2 separate regions of the Gossypium hirsutum genome follow, and region 2 is linked to region 1. Evidence: chromatin contacts called from public Hi-C data. All regions are on one chromosome and are shown on one strand. The core of a region is the stretch at or near the end of the contact, and the rest is flanking DNA. Distances in the headings are between cores, read along the strand shown. Region 1 holds the start of LOC121204493 (autophagy-related protein 3). Region 2 has its middle 11 kb from the start of LOC121205254.

Region 1 (6,363 bases), core at 426-2,925:
AGTCAAGGTGGATTCTTTCCTGGGTATTGTCTCTCTCATTGGTTTATTCAATTATTTTCTTACTTTATTCTCTGTCGAATTCTTAATAATTAGTTTAGATAATTTTAGATTAAAAATAAACTTCTTCAATTTACCGGCTAGATAATAGAAAGATAGTAAGTAATAGTACTTTTAGTCCTCGTGGATACAATATTCCCGACTCACCATAGCTATACTATTATTCGATAGGTGCGCTTGCCTTTGTCGTGATTTTAGTTAAGTGAATCATCATCATGCCTATACATTGCTTTTCCATTAAAACTTAATGATTCTCCTCTTTGCTGTAATGAACTTACAATATCCCAGAGACCAACCAAACATAAAACTTTTTATGCATATTAGACCATACACAAGTTTTCTTTTTTGGTGTGCTTGTGCGTGCATCCGTTCAATGTTTGAGTTTTTTTTCGTTAAGTTTCTTGTTAATGCTCGAGATGTGTTCTTTGTTGCCTAATGTCTAGCAATATTCAAAATGGGTGTCGCCTTTGATTTGGGCACCACTAGTGTCACCTGCCAATATGGCACCACCAAACTGACACCCTATATGACCCGTATAAGATATGCCTTTTGATGCCGCCAATCAACAAGGTACCACCTAATATAAAATTGTTTTAAAAAAAATTAAACAGAAATCTGTCGGTGTCAGAAAAAATTGGTGGGGTTGCCTCTGTACCACCCTCCACCACCTAAAACAACCCATACCCGTAATTAATGGGTTTGGGATACCATTTTCGAAATTTTTATTTTTTTACAATATATGGGTAAAAAAGTCAAGGTTTGAGGTTCAAGGTTCGGGGTTTGGGGTTCAGGGTAAAAAAAATTATAAAAATTATGTGTTAATGACATGAAAAAAGTGTTGAAATATCATTAAATAATTGAAAAAAGACCATGAATAATGTGGTGGGAAGGATCTATAAAACGATTTCTTGAATTATTGGGTTTTCATAGGAGAAAACTTGGATTTTTACAAAAAAGAAAAATTGACTTTTTATAGGTAAAAACCATTTTATCTTTTTAATTTCCTTTATTTTTTAATTTTTGAATTAATTTTAATTTTTCTGTAGTGAAAAGAAAATTTAGATTTTTATTGAGAAAAGTTAAAATTTAGATTTTTATTGAGAAAAGTTTAGGGTTTTATAGGAAAAACCAATTTTTTTTCATTTTAATTTCTTTTACTTTTTCCATTTTTAAATTTAAGTTTAGTTTAGTCTAGTAAAAAAAGAAAAACTTACATTTTTGCGAGAAATTACCTTCATTTTTATGAGAGAAAACCTGGATTTTTGCAAAGAATATTACTCACCAAAATGAAATATTTTAATTCTAAATTGAAATATTTTTGACCAAAATAAAATTTTATTAAAATTGAGAAACTAAAGTATAGAAACATCCCCGTTAGCCAAATTAAGGGTGAGTGGCTAGAACCAACCATCTAAGGCAGTGCTAGATTTGAATTTTTCTTATTTTCAGTGACCAAATGAAAACTTACAAGAGTTAGCTGATTAAATGCGAAATTTACCCAAGTATTAATTGAGGGGCGTAACCTACACATGCGACTAACCAATCACAGCCGTCCGTGCCAGACCATCGGGTTTACGATGTCCAATGGGCTCACGGATGATAGAACTCATACGCCACACGCTATTATTTTCTCCTACGCAACACAACACCACAACGCAAGCGCATTCGACGATCCCTTTCTCTCTCTACCTCGTCCGTACGGGATCTCTAGGATTTCAACCTTCGACTTCGATTGAATCGCTAGGGTTTTGATTATATCCTCTCTCCTTTGATCGTACATTAAATTGAATCAAGAAATTCGGAAAAAATATGGTACTTTCTCAGAGGATTCATGAGGCATTCAAAGGAACTGTGGAAAGAATAACAGGGCCTCGAACCGTCTCTGCTTTTAAAGAGAAAGGAGTTTTAAGCGTCTCCGAGTTCATCCTGGCCGGTGATAATCTCGTATCCAAATGCCCTACCTGGTCTTGGTATCTTCACCATACTATCAACATATGTATCTTTGGTTCTTTGTTTGTAACTTGCTTTAGTAGTTTTGGAATTATATGAATCCTTTTATATTTTCATATTATACATCGACATTAATGGATTAATAGTTTTGGGGAAAATTTGTCGTATAGCTTCATAATTCATGGTATAACAATTTAACTCAGTGAATTGTTATGAATACTAGGGAATCTGGAGAGCCAAGCAAGAGGAAGTCCTATTTACCGACCGAAAAGCAATACTTGATTACTAGAAATGGTAAATTGACCACGATCTCACTTAATTTTCTTTTCTTGTTGTTTCAATTGATTTTCCTTTGAACTGCATATCTGATTAGTACTAGTAATTTTATTTGGTGATTTTGTGGTTAGTGCCCTGCCTAAGGAGGGCTGCGTCAGTGGAAGAAGAATATGAAGCTGCAGGAGGAGAGGTTCTTCTTGATAATGAAGACAATGATGGTTGGTTGGCAACTCATGGTAAACCCAAAGGTATTATCTTCTTCCTTGAGGTTGTGCTTGTGTTGATTCTAGGATGAATTTGTGGACTTCACACGGCTAATCTTCCTGACAGATAAAAGTGATGTGGAGGAAAACCTGCCTTCAATGGAGACTCTAGAAATAAGGCAGAATGCTGTAAGATCAATACCTTCTTATTTTGGGGTTGGTGAAGACGAAGAAGATATACCCGACATGGCTGATTATGAAGAAGCTGACAATCTTGTTGAGACTGATGCGGTAAGTGCTGAGAAACTTATATGATTTCTGAGATTCAAAAACTAGCCGAGTAACTTTTTCTTTTTGTAACCAGTTGATTTAGATTAGCCTTTTATCAGAGTTCTAAGCTTATCAACCAATGTCCTGCATTATCTTAATATTACATATCTTGGTTAATACCTTTGAAGGGGGGGGGGGGGATTTATGTTGTGATAAGGTGCAAGGATATAGGTTTATGCTTAACAACCTCTCCTCAAGGATATAGATTCTAATTTCTCTTTCCCTTTTAGAGGTTCAAATGTCTGTGTACTTATCTGATATGTCTCTGATCAATGCAGGCTACTTTACAACCGACATATCTTGTTGCTCAAGAGCCTGATAATGACAATATTTTACGGACCCGAACCTATGATGTCAGCATCACGTAAGACAATTCTGGTGCCTGCCAACATGCTTAGGATTCATTTTCAGGCTATGTATTTTCTTGTGAAATCTCAAACTTGACAAACATTATCAAATTTGTAGGTATGATAAATACTATCAGACTCCTCGTGTGTGGCTTACTGGGTATGATGAGGTAGGTATTTGAGAATCCTTGTTTTTACAGCTGTGTATTCAAATATTGAACTGATTGATATGGCTGCAAATGTTGTCCTCATCTGAATTTGTTTATAGTCAAGGATGCTCTTACAACCAGAGCTTGTTCTGGAGGATGTTAGTCAGGATCATGCACACAAAACGGTAGGCTGTATTTACTAATTCAAATTATATCTCTCATTCTTCCTTAAGTGGTAGGAGTACAGATTTTAGTTTGCTCATTAGGAATTTGGAAGATGTTTTTTACTCTATGCTAATTTACTGGTATAGGTTACTATTGAGGACCATCCTCACTTACCTGGGAAGCATGCATCCGTACATCCATGCAGACATGGGGCTGTCATGAAAAAGATCATTGATGTGCTTATGTCACGTGGAGTAGAACCTGAAGTTGATAAGTAAAACTTTTGACCCCTCACTGCTAAATTGCTTGGAATTGACCCTTTCACCTTTGAGAAAACATGTGTGCGGTGTGATAACTTTTTGGCACAATTTTCCTTTACAATTACAATCATAATATTCTTCTCTTACCCTCTTAAAGATGCAGTATACATTTACTTTTGGGTATTCTACTGCAATTACTTAGATTGTTACTGTGAAGCAATTCTCCAATAGATTAGATTTTACATGGTGTGACTTTTTCCTCATGAATTGTTATTTCATTTGAACTATTGCAGGTATCTTTTCTTGTTCTTGAAATTTGTAACCTCTGTAATTCCGACAATTGAGTATGACTACACCATGGACTTTGATCTTGGCAGCACGAGCACTTAATTAGAGGTAAACTATCAATAAATGAAGGCTTTCTTGGCTTAAGATCCAATTATTCATCCAATTAGCAGTATCATAAGCGGTTTGCCTTAGTCTGATGATTACCAGTAACTTCATTTCTTTCTTTTTCAGTTTTATGATCCCACAGACATAATTCTGCAATGGTCGAAATTTTGAAAGTCCAGCAGTACATGTGGGGTCATAAGACTCGTAACCCCCAAAAATATCTTTATAAAGTATATTCATGCCTTTACTATATATGTTCCCCATTTAATGCTACTTGACAAACACGGACCCTATTTTTGTAATCTACAGCTATGGCTTGACAATTTATTGATGGATCATATTGGGTATACCTGCAACTGCTTGTAAATGCATATCCCGTGCATGATAATCACCCTTCCTAGTATTCATTGCTTGACTGAATTACTGGGTTCCCACGGTGTTTGCTTCGTTCGTTAGTTCATATCCTACTCAGGGCCACTACACTTGTAAATATGCTGTCTCTGTTATCAGACTGGAACTTTGTTCTCGACTTTTTTATTTGGAAAATTTTCATGCCACAAATATTGTTTCGTATCAAAGAGCTGATTGTACGTGGCAAACTTAATTTGCGATTGTGAATTAGCAAGGCTACTCTATGGTTATTACTAGATTAACTAGTACATGTACATCGTTTTTTGAGGATTTCCAACTCTTTGGAAAGAAGTCTGCGAAGTCCTGAAGGACCCCCAAGACATATTCTTGGGGTGTTCGTCCTTTGTCAGAGCCCTACTAAGTTCATAGAGTAACTTTGTCAGAGTGGTGGCAGGTTCATGAAGTGGGAGTGCTTCATCCACCAAAGAAATCCCAACCTAGTAGGATTGCACCCATGACAAATTATTTTATGGGTAATTATGGTACCACTTGCGCGATTTCTTTGGTGGGTGAGATGTTTTCACTTTATAAATCTGTCTTTTGTTTTTTGGTGAATTACAGGAGGAGGGCAAAGCTTTAATTGCAATATAATTAGTGTGACTTGAATTTAAACTGCACTTGAGGTGATAAATATCCTACTCATCAGGTCCACACAGGATACTATAGACCTGTCATTACATTAGTTTTTGACAGAGTTATTCTATGTACTTGAGTTTATTGAGTTGCGATGCAAAATTTTGAGCCTATCAAATACTTGGGGTGGACTGACCCCTAATGGACAATACTTTGCAGCCTTAAAAAAGTAGGAAACCTCGCTACAAATATCAATCATCAGAAATGTGCGTATGGTCAAAGTTACTGTCTAAAGAGCAGGACCATATTATTTATCGCACCTATGGATGCGAAAATTGACAATCTTGCCCATTAACGAGACAACTCACTAATGCTTTTAATAGTATATGCTCATCTCATGTTCCTATGAAAACAGATAGATTAGTTCTAAAGGTTGACATTCATAATTCTTAATTTAATCATCAGCATACTGCATTTATCATTTGCAAGTTGGTTTGTATTGCAAAATGTAATAGGCTTGGATAAAGGACTCTGACTAAATAGTATGGGCACCTCTGCCACCAATAATTTGCCATTGCTCATTAATTTGGTATTTATAATTGTTGTTAAAAAGTATTTTGAGAAAATAAAATATATATTTGAAATATGAAATTATAAAGTAACAAATATATATTTAAATATTTAAATTATAAATATTTAATTAAGTAAATATAATTTACTTAAATAAAGCATCTTTATTTTATGTATTATTATGATCACGATATCACTATTATTTTGATATTAACAAAGATTCGACTTAAGTTATGATAAAATAATTTACGTAATTCATCATTAATATTATTTTACATATGAAAATAAATTTTAGATATTTTAAAGTAATTAATATAAATTGTTTGTAAATTTTAATTTGAATATGTAAATAATAATTAAAACTCATAATTAATATAAAAAAAGTAAAATTATAGTTTCACTTTTGACAAATTTTCAACTTTTTAATTCTGACCTAAAAAGTCTTCAAAATTATATATCTATCATTGTTTTTTACTTGAAAAGTAATAAAACTCAATGATAACTCAAGACTCTAATTCACCCTAAGAAAATCCGAGAAAAAATCCAATAAATATTTCAATAATTTATCACGAACTCCCCAAAATCGAAGCTCATTACTCTTTAAAGAAAATGCTGTCATGCAATTACAAAGGTTCTTTTGTTGCAGTATGCATAAAACAATAAGAGAACATCTAAATGT
Region 2 (6,289 bases), core at 1,945-4,444, 140 kb before region 1:
TCAGAGAAGGAATAGACCCTGTCTAAGAGTACTTTTGTCATAATTAAACGGAGTTGATTGCGCGCCTAGAAATAGATGACAAGATTTTGCCAGATTAGGGTGAAACCTAATAAGGGGATCCATAGATCGAGTTAATGCAACCCTAGAGTGTTAATTAAAGAAAAGTCTCAGTTATTCAATCTAGGGATTAGATGTTATTAGTCTTGAATAGGGATAATAACATAACTTAGGGATCTCTACGGAACAAGTTGAATGAATAAATCGCCCGATTCGGAGCCAGAATAACAAGTAAAGTCTAGGTGGATTTTTCCTTAGGTATTGTCTTCATTTAATCGATTTTCCCAATAGCAATTCCTCAATTCTTTTCTCTGTGAGTTCTTAGTTTAGATAATTAGTTAATTAAAATAAAACCTCTTTATTCTTAGCCTAGATAAGAAAAAGACAGTCACTAGTACTTTTAGTTCCTTTGGGTTCGACAATTCGGTCTTACTAAAACTATACTATTGTTCGATAGGTACACTTGCCTACATCGCAATAATAGTTAGTTCAAGAATGAGTAATTATAAATATTTAAAACCTATCATGAAATCTCGCGATCAAAGGGCATTATGAATTTATGGTAATACCTTTTGGGTTAACAAATGCACCCTCAAGTTTTCAGTCTTTTATGGATGTTGTTTTAAAGACACTATTTCGAAAATCAGTCTTGGTGTTTTTTCATGACATATTAGTGTATTCACGGGATTGGTTAGTTCACTTGAAGCATTTAAGAGAAGTGCTGCAAGTGTTAAGAAGCAACCAGTTATTTGCTAAAAGAAGCAAATGTTAATTTAGTATCAACCAAGTTAAGCATTTAGGCTATGTTATTTCTGTTGGAACAGTTAGTATGGATCTTACAAAGATGGAAGGGGTTTTTACCTGGCGCTCACCATATCGAGGAGTTGAGAGGGTTTTTAGGGTTGTCAGGATATTATAGAAGGTTCATAAAGGGATGTGGAATTTTATCTATGCCACTCATTAACTTACTAAAGAATAATGTTGTTTGGCAGTGGACTAATAAGATGCAAAGGGCCTTCCAATAGCTTAAGGAAATTATTTGTTAAGCACAAGTACTGACCTTACCTGATTTCCAGAAAACCTTCTATGTGAAGACTGATGCTAGTGGCTTGGGAGTTGGGGCAGTGCTTCAGCAACAAAGGAAGTCAGTAGCCATTTTCAGTAAGGCTTTAGGTATCAAACATCAGGCCCTATCTATCTATGAAAAGGATATGCTAGCAGTTCTCCTAGCTATAAAAAAATGTCGTTGATACTTAGTGGGAAGTCACTTCCTGATTAAGATAGATCACCAGAGCCTGAAGTTTCTCTAAGAAAATCATGCAATCACCCATTTTCAGCAAAAGTGGGTTGCCAAGATGTTGGGGTATGACTACTCCATTTTTTTATCAAAGGGGATCTTAAAACATTGTTGTTAATGCTCTATCTAGGAGGCCTTGTACTGATGCGGGTTAGTTATTTTAGTGTGCAAGCAACAGTAACTTATCGTGGCCTAACTTGCTGGAAAAAGTCTTAGATGTCAGTTGGCAAGACTATAAATTACAGTAATTGTGTAAGGACTTACAAGACCAACCTCACTCACACCCTAAGTACTCTTAGGACGGTAAAGTTCTTAGAAGGAAGGGGAAAACAGTTGTAGGAAACCAGCTGGAATTGAGAAAGGCCATCTTTCATCTTTTTTTATGAAAAGGCGATTGGTGACCATTCAGGAATACATGCCACTAGACAATGAATAACAGGGTTCGCTTATTGGAAGGTTCTTTCTATAGATATGAAAACATGGGTACAAGCGTATTCCATCTGCCAAAAATGCAAAAGTGACATTGTTGCTTATCTTGGCTTACTACAACCATTGCCTATTACTAATAGGGCATGGGCTACCATCAGCATGAATTTTGTGAAGGGTTTACCCTTGTCCAAAGGCAAGACCACCATCTTGGTGATAGTGGACAAATTGACCAAATATGATCACTTCATTGCCTTGACACATCCCCACACTGCTACCACCGTGGCTCAGGCTTATTTGGATTAGGTATAGAAGTTGTATGGGGCCCCTAAGTCTATTGTTTCAGATAGAGACAAGGTTTTTGTTAGTTATTTTTGGCAACAACTCTTCAAACATCTTGGTACTAAACTACCCTTGTCAACAGCATACAATCCACAGAAAAATGGTCAAATAGAAATTCTGAACAAGTGCTTAGAAGGATATCTTAGATGCATGACAGGAGAGAAACCTTTTGACTAGGCCAACTGGTTGCCTTTAGCAGAATGGTGGTATAACACCACATTTCATTCAGCAATCAGTTCCACGCTATATAAGGTCATGTATGGTCAAGTACCCCCTATTCATTTGCCTTATTTGGCTGGATCTTTGCAGGTAGAAAAGATTGACAGAAGCCTTAGACATTGAGAAGGTTGCTCAAGTTTTATTTAAAAAGGGCACAATAGAGGATGAAGCAGATGGCAGACAAGAAAAGATCGGATCGACAATTTAATGTGGGAGATCTAGTGTATTTGAGGCTTTAGCCTTATAGACAACATTCTCTACAAAAATTAAGGAACCAAAAACTTTCACCAAAGTATTTTGGTCCTTACCCTGTGGAGGCCAAGGTTGGAAAGGTAGCCTAAAAATTAATGTTACCTGTGGGAGCTCAAATTCACTCAATTTTTCATGTTTCCCAATTGAAGAAACATATTGGTTTCGCAACTAGTAATCGTAACTTACCTCTTGTAGGTTCAGGTGGTTCTATTTTGAAGGAGCCAGTCAGAACTTTTGAGAGAAGGATGACTAAGAGGGGCAATCAAGCTACTAGTGAGGTGCTTGTGGAATGGGCAGACACATATCCAAAAGACTCTACCTAGGAAACTTGGAGTACTTTCCAGCAATAGTACCATACTTTTGATCCTTGAGGATAAGAATCAACTCTACGGAGGAACTACTTGTTATGGAAAGAAGAAAGTAATGGTGTTTGAGACAATAGCAAGTTACTGCAAATGTTTGAATTTCTATTATTTTAGTTAGTTTAATTGTTATGTAAAAATGTTGTGTTTTATCTTTGTTTTAATTGTAATAAGACAGGGTCACGTCATTAAAAAGCATTACTCACACTAAAAAGCATTACTCACACTAGTCATTTAATGAAACTATTCGTTTTGGGGACACCTAGACTGTTAGTTGCCAGGTGGTTTTTGGGGTCCATTACTCACACTAAAAAGCAGAAGCAAAGGCTGAAATATGGTTATGAAATTGGAAAACAAATTTCTCATTCTCTCTTCCTCCTTTCTCCCTGTATTTTCTCCCTTTCTTCATCTTCACTGCTAGATCGTTATTTTTCTCTCGCAACAGAAAGTTAAAAAAGAAAATGGGAAAATTTCAATAGAGTAGTTAGCTAAAAAGAAAATCTGGGAATGAGAGAGGGCATGCTTAGAATGAGGACCCCACAGGCATGTGGCCTCATGTGTTCCATCGTGATGAACAGTAACCAATGAAAAAGCGTATCCCCCGTTCTTGCTTTTGTCATATCCCCTCTCCCTTAATACCTTCTTCTAATAATGATTAGTGAGTTTAATTAAAGATTACAGAAATAAATAAAGAAAATTTGGGATTTGTTAAGCACTCTTCATATGTGTTAGTTTGCTTTAGATCAGATGTCCTATTCCTTTATAAAAACAACCCACGTGTTTACTTTCTATGGCTGCTTTGCAATCTGTTGGTCAATCTGTTCATTGCTGTTAAGTATATATATTGCAAGATCTTCCATTGGCTAATTTTATTTTATTAATCCAATTAAGGGTGTTCAATGAACGGAGATGAAAACACAAGTGGCCCTTTGAAAATAAACAAATGAATTGATAGGTGATGTATGAAACTGGTGAGAATCCTATCAGGTTTATATGCGACATGATTAGAGCTTGGAAGATGACAATTAATTTATGTTTTTTCTTTTCTTTGATCGAACCAGTTCCATCAAAGAACAGGAAAAAGAAAGGAGAAGAAAACATGCATGTGAAATTCAATGGACTGTGAGTGGGGTATTTGAAACGAGGTTCATGTGAAAAACAGTGTATGGGTGTATATATGATCGGTTAAAGACCAAAACTGGTTTTTCAAAGTGTTTTTCTGCATATGGGAAAAAGTAGAGAATTGTTATAATCAACATACCATTAGGTAGAGATACCCGGAATGCAAAGCCTGAATTTTCACTAGAGGTAAAAATTGACAGTACAACCAAGATCATCTCCAATTCCAGTACATTTTATTTAATTTTCCACATGGGAAACAAATTAGATGAACTGTAATGGCTTTTATATATATATATGCCATGGACCCCAGTCTTCTTTATTTCTTTCTTTCCTTACATGATTATGTTTTTTTTAAAGACCAGAATTCATGGAATTAGGCAGCATATAATCCCCTCTAGACCACTATGTATATGCCATTCATTTTGATATATTCTTTCTTTACTTGCAACTAGGCCTGTAATCTGTCATGGAATTTGGAAGAGATATCAACATCGAGAATGATGCTTCTCATTGTCATAACGACTTGCTTAGCTCTTATTCCATCGTCTCTTACACCGCCACTCCCACATCTTCCACTTGTTCTTCCTCCTCGACTTCGGGTTGTCATCCAAACGGTGTAGCTGAAAAAGATTGAAGAAAGGTGGAGATATGGAGAATGATGATAATGAGAACAAGAAGAGACAAAGGAGTACTTGTGGTAATAACGATAGTAAGCATGGGACGTTCCGAGGAGTGCGTATGCGAAGTTGGGGCAAATGGGTGTCTGAAATTCGAGAACCGAGGAAGAAATCGAGAATATGGCTCGGAACATACCCCACAGCTGAAATGGCTGCTCGAGCTCATGATGTAGCGGCACTTGCCATTAAAGGTCCCTCGGCTTACCTTAATTTCCCTGAAATCGCAAAGCAACTCCCACGCCCTGCTACTACGTCTCCCAAAGACATCCAAGCAGCGGCTTCTCAAGCGGCTGCCTCGACATTCCTCGACACAAGGCAATGCAACGTCGAGAACGAAGCTGGAGTAAGCCATGAAGAACTTCACAATACACAAGAATCATCAAGTTCACCCTCCATTGATGACGACGACACCTTGTTCGATCTGCCCGATCTAATTATCGATACTGCGGACCGAAACGATGGATTCTGCTCTTATTCTTCATCGGCATGGCAAATATGTGCAGTCGATGCTGGGTTCCGGATCGAGGAGCCGTTCTCCTGGGATTACTACTAGCAAACACACATATCATTTCACTACGTGTAATCTTTTTCATGGTCAATACCCTCTAACTTTGAAAATTATTCATCTCCTCTCATACAAATAATATTCCAATGCATTTCCTTCATCACAAGGAAAGCTGGCTCTTGAATCGTGAATCTCGTGGTTTCTTTTCCACTTTAATCCATTGGGATAATTAAAAATGAAATCTCCACCGTAAAATATTAATATAAGGGCGAGTTATTCATTGCGAGTGTAATTCTTCAACGCCACTTTTCTTTTGTTTTCTGGTATTATTTGTTTAGCAAAAACGAGAAATTATACTTTTTCGAACTTTACTGCAATCAACTTTAAAGCTAGCTAGGATGAGAATCCATGCAGCTTTGTCTCCTCTATTTTGCAATGGAACTTTCGATTCAATTGACTATAAAGTCCAGTTTTGAAACCATTTATTGTTGGTAAATGCTCTTTAGATAAAAAAAGTTTTTTTTTTTTAATCGGGAATTAGTGTTTTGTTACCATTATTTGTCCAGGAAAAGGGACCAAAGGGAGAGATTCCCAAGTTGTGATTAACTCGACAGCATAATCTAATCTAACTAAAGTTCAAAAAAAAGCCCTCCATTTTATTAATTTGGCAATAATATGCTTAGTGGAAAATGACATCGGCCCTTTATATATATTATTACAAAATTAGCGTTGGCATTGGCCACGGGTTTCACAACAGACGAAGTGTATGGTAAACCAAGTCATAAATTAATAGACCCACCAAGTACCTAATCATTTGGGTTAATTTTTTTTTTTTTTTGTCTTTAGGAAGAATTATTGGGAATTGGGTTTCCATTTTCCTTGATTGTATATGTCACTACAACTTGTAATCCTTCAAAACAAAATAATACGTAAGGAACTAGAAGACAAGAATAAACAAGATAATCAGTTATGAACAAAAAAGAAGTTTAATCTGCTAGGAATCTTACGACTACCGAGGAAGAATTTTTAA

The links. Hi-C and Micro-C count contacts between places; a contact is called where the count stands out from the background.
Region 2: a Hi-C map of hypocotyl shows a contact between it and region 1, with 1.7 times the contacts expected there. The contact joins the enhancer-like site here to the promoter of LOC121204493 in region 1. A contact is called at or near these places in 8 of 34 Hi-C or Micro-C datasets (anther, callus, hypocotyl and 2 more).

The regions. Positions count from the first base shown.
Region 1 is chrA08:106,181,061-106,187,423 of Gossypium_hirsutum_v2.1, reverse strand. LOC121204493 (autophagy-related protein 3) reads left to right here and starts at 1,675. Exons shown (of 10, transcript XM_041074344.1): 1 at 1,675-2,027; 2 at 2,231-2,301; 3 at 2,415-2,531; 4 at 2,614-2,777; 5 at 3,095-3,180; 6 at 3,282-3,333; 7 at 3,432-3,497; 8 at 3,624-3,751; 9 at 4,031-4,133; 10 at 4,440-4,777. The coding sequence starts at 1,867. The coding sequence ends at 4,127.
Region 2 is chrA08:106,322,291-106,328,579 of Gossypium_hirsutum_v2.1, reverse strand. It overlaps the pseudogene LOC107929640. Among protein-coding and RNA genes, the nearest start is that of LOC121205254, 11 kb to the left of the region's middle. Within about 2 kb of position 3,194, at least 3 of the 9 cell types and tissues checked have an H3K27ac peak or open chromatin away from gene starts, as enhancers often do. A contact at or near this core is called in hypocotyl, where this site is marked.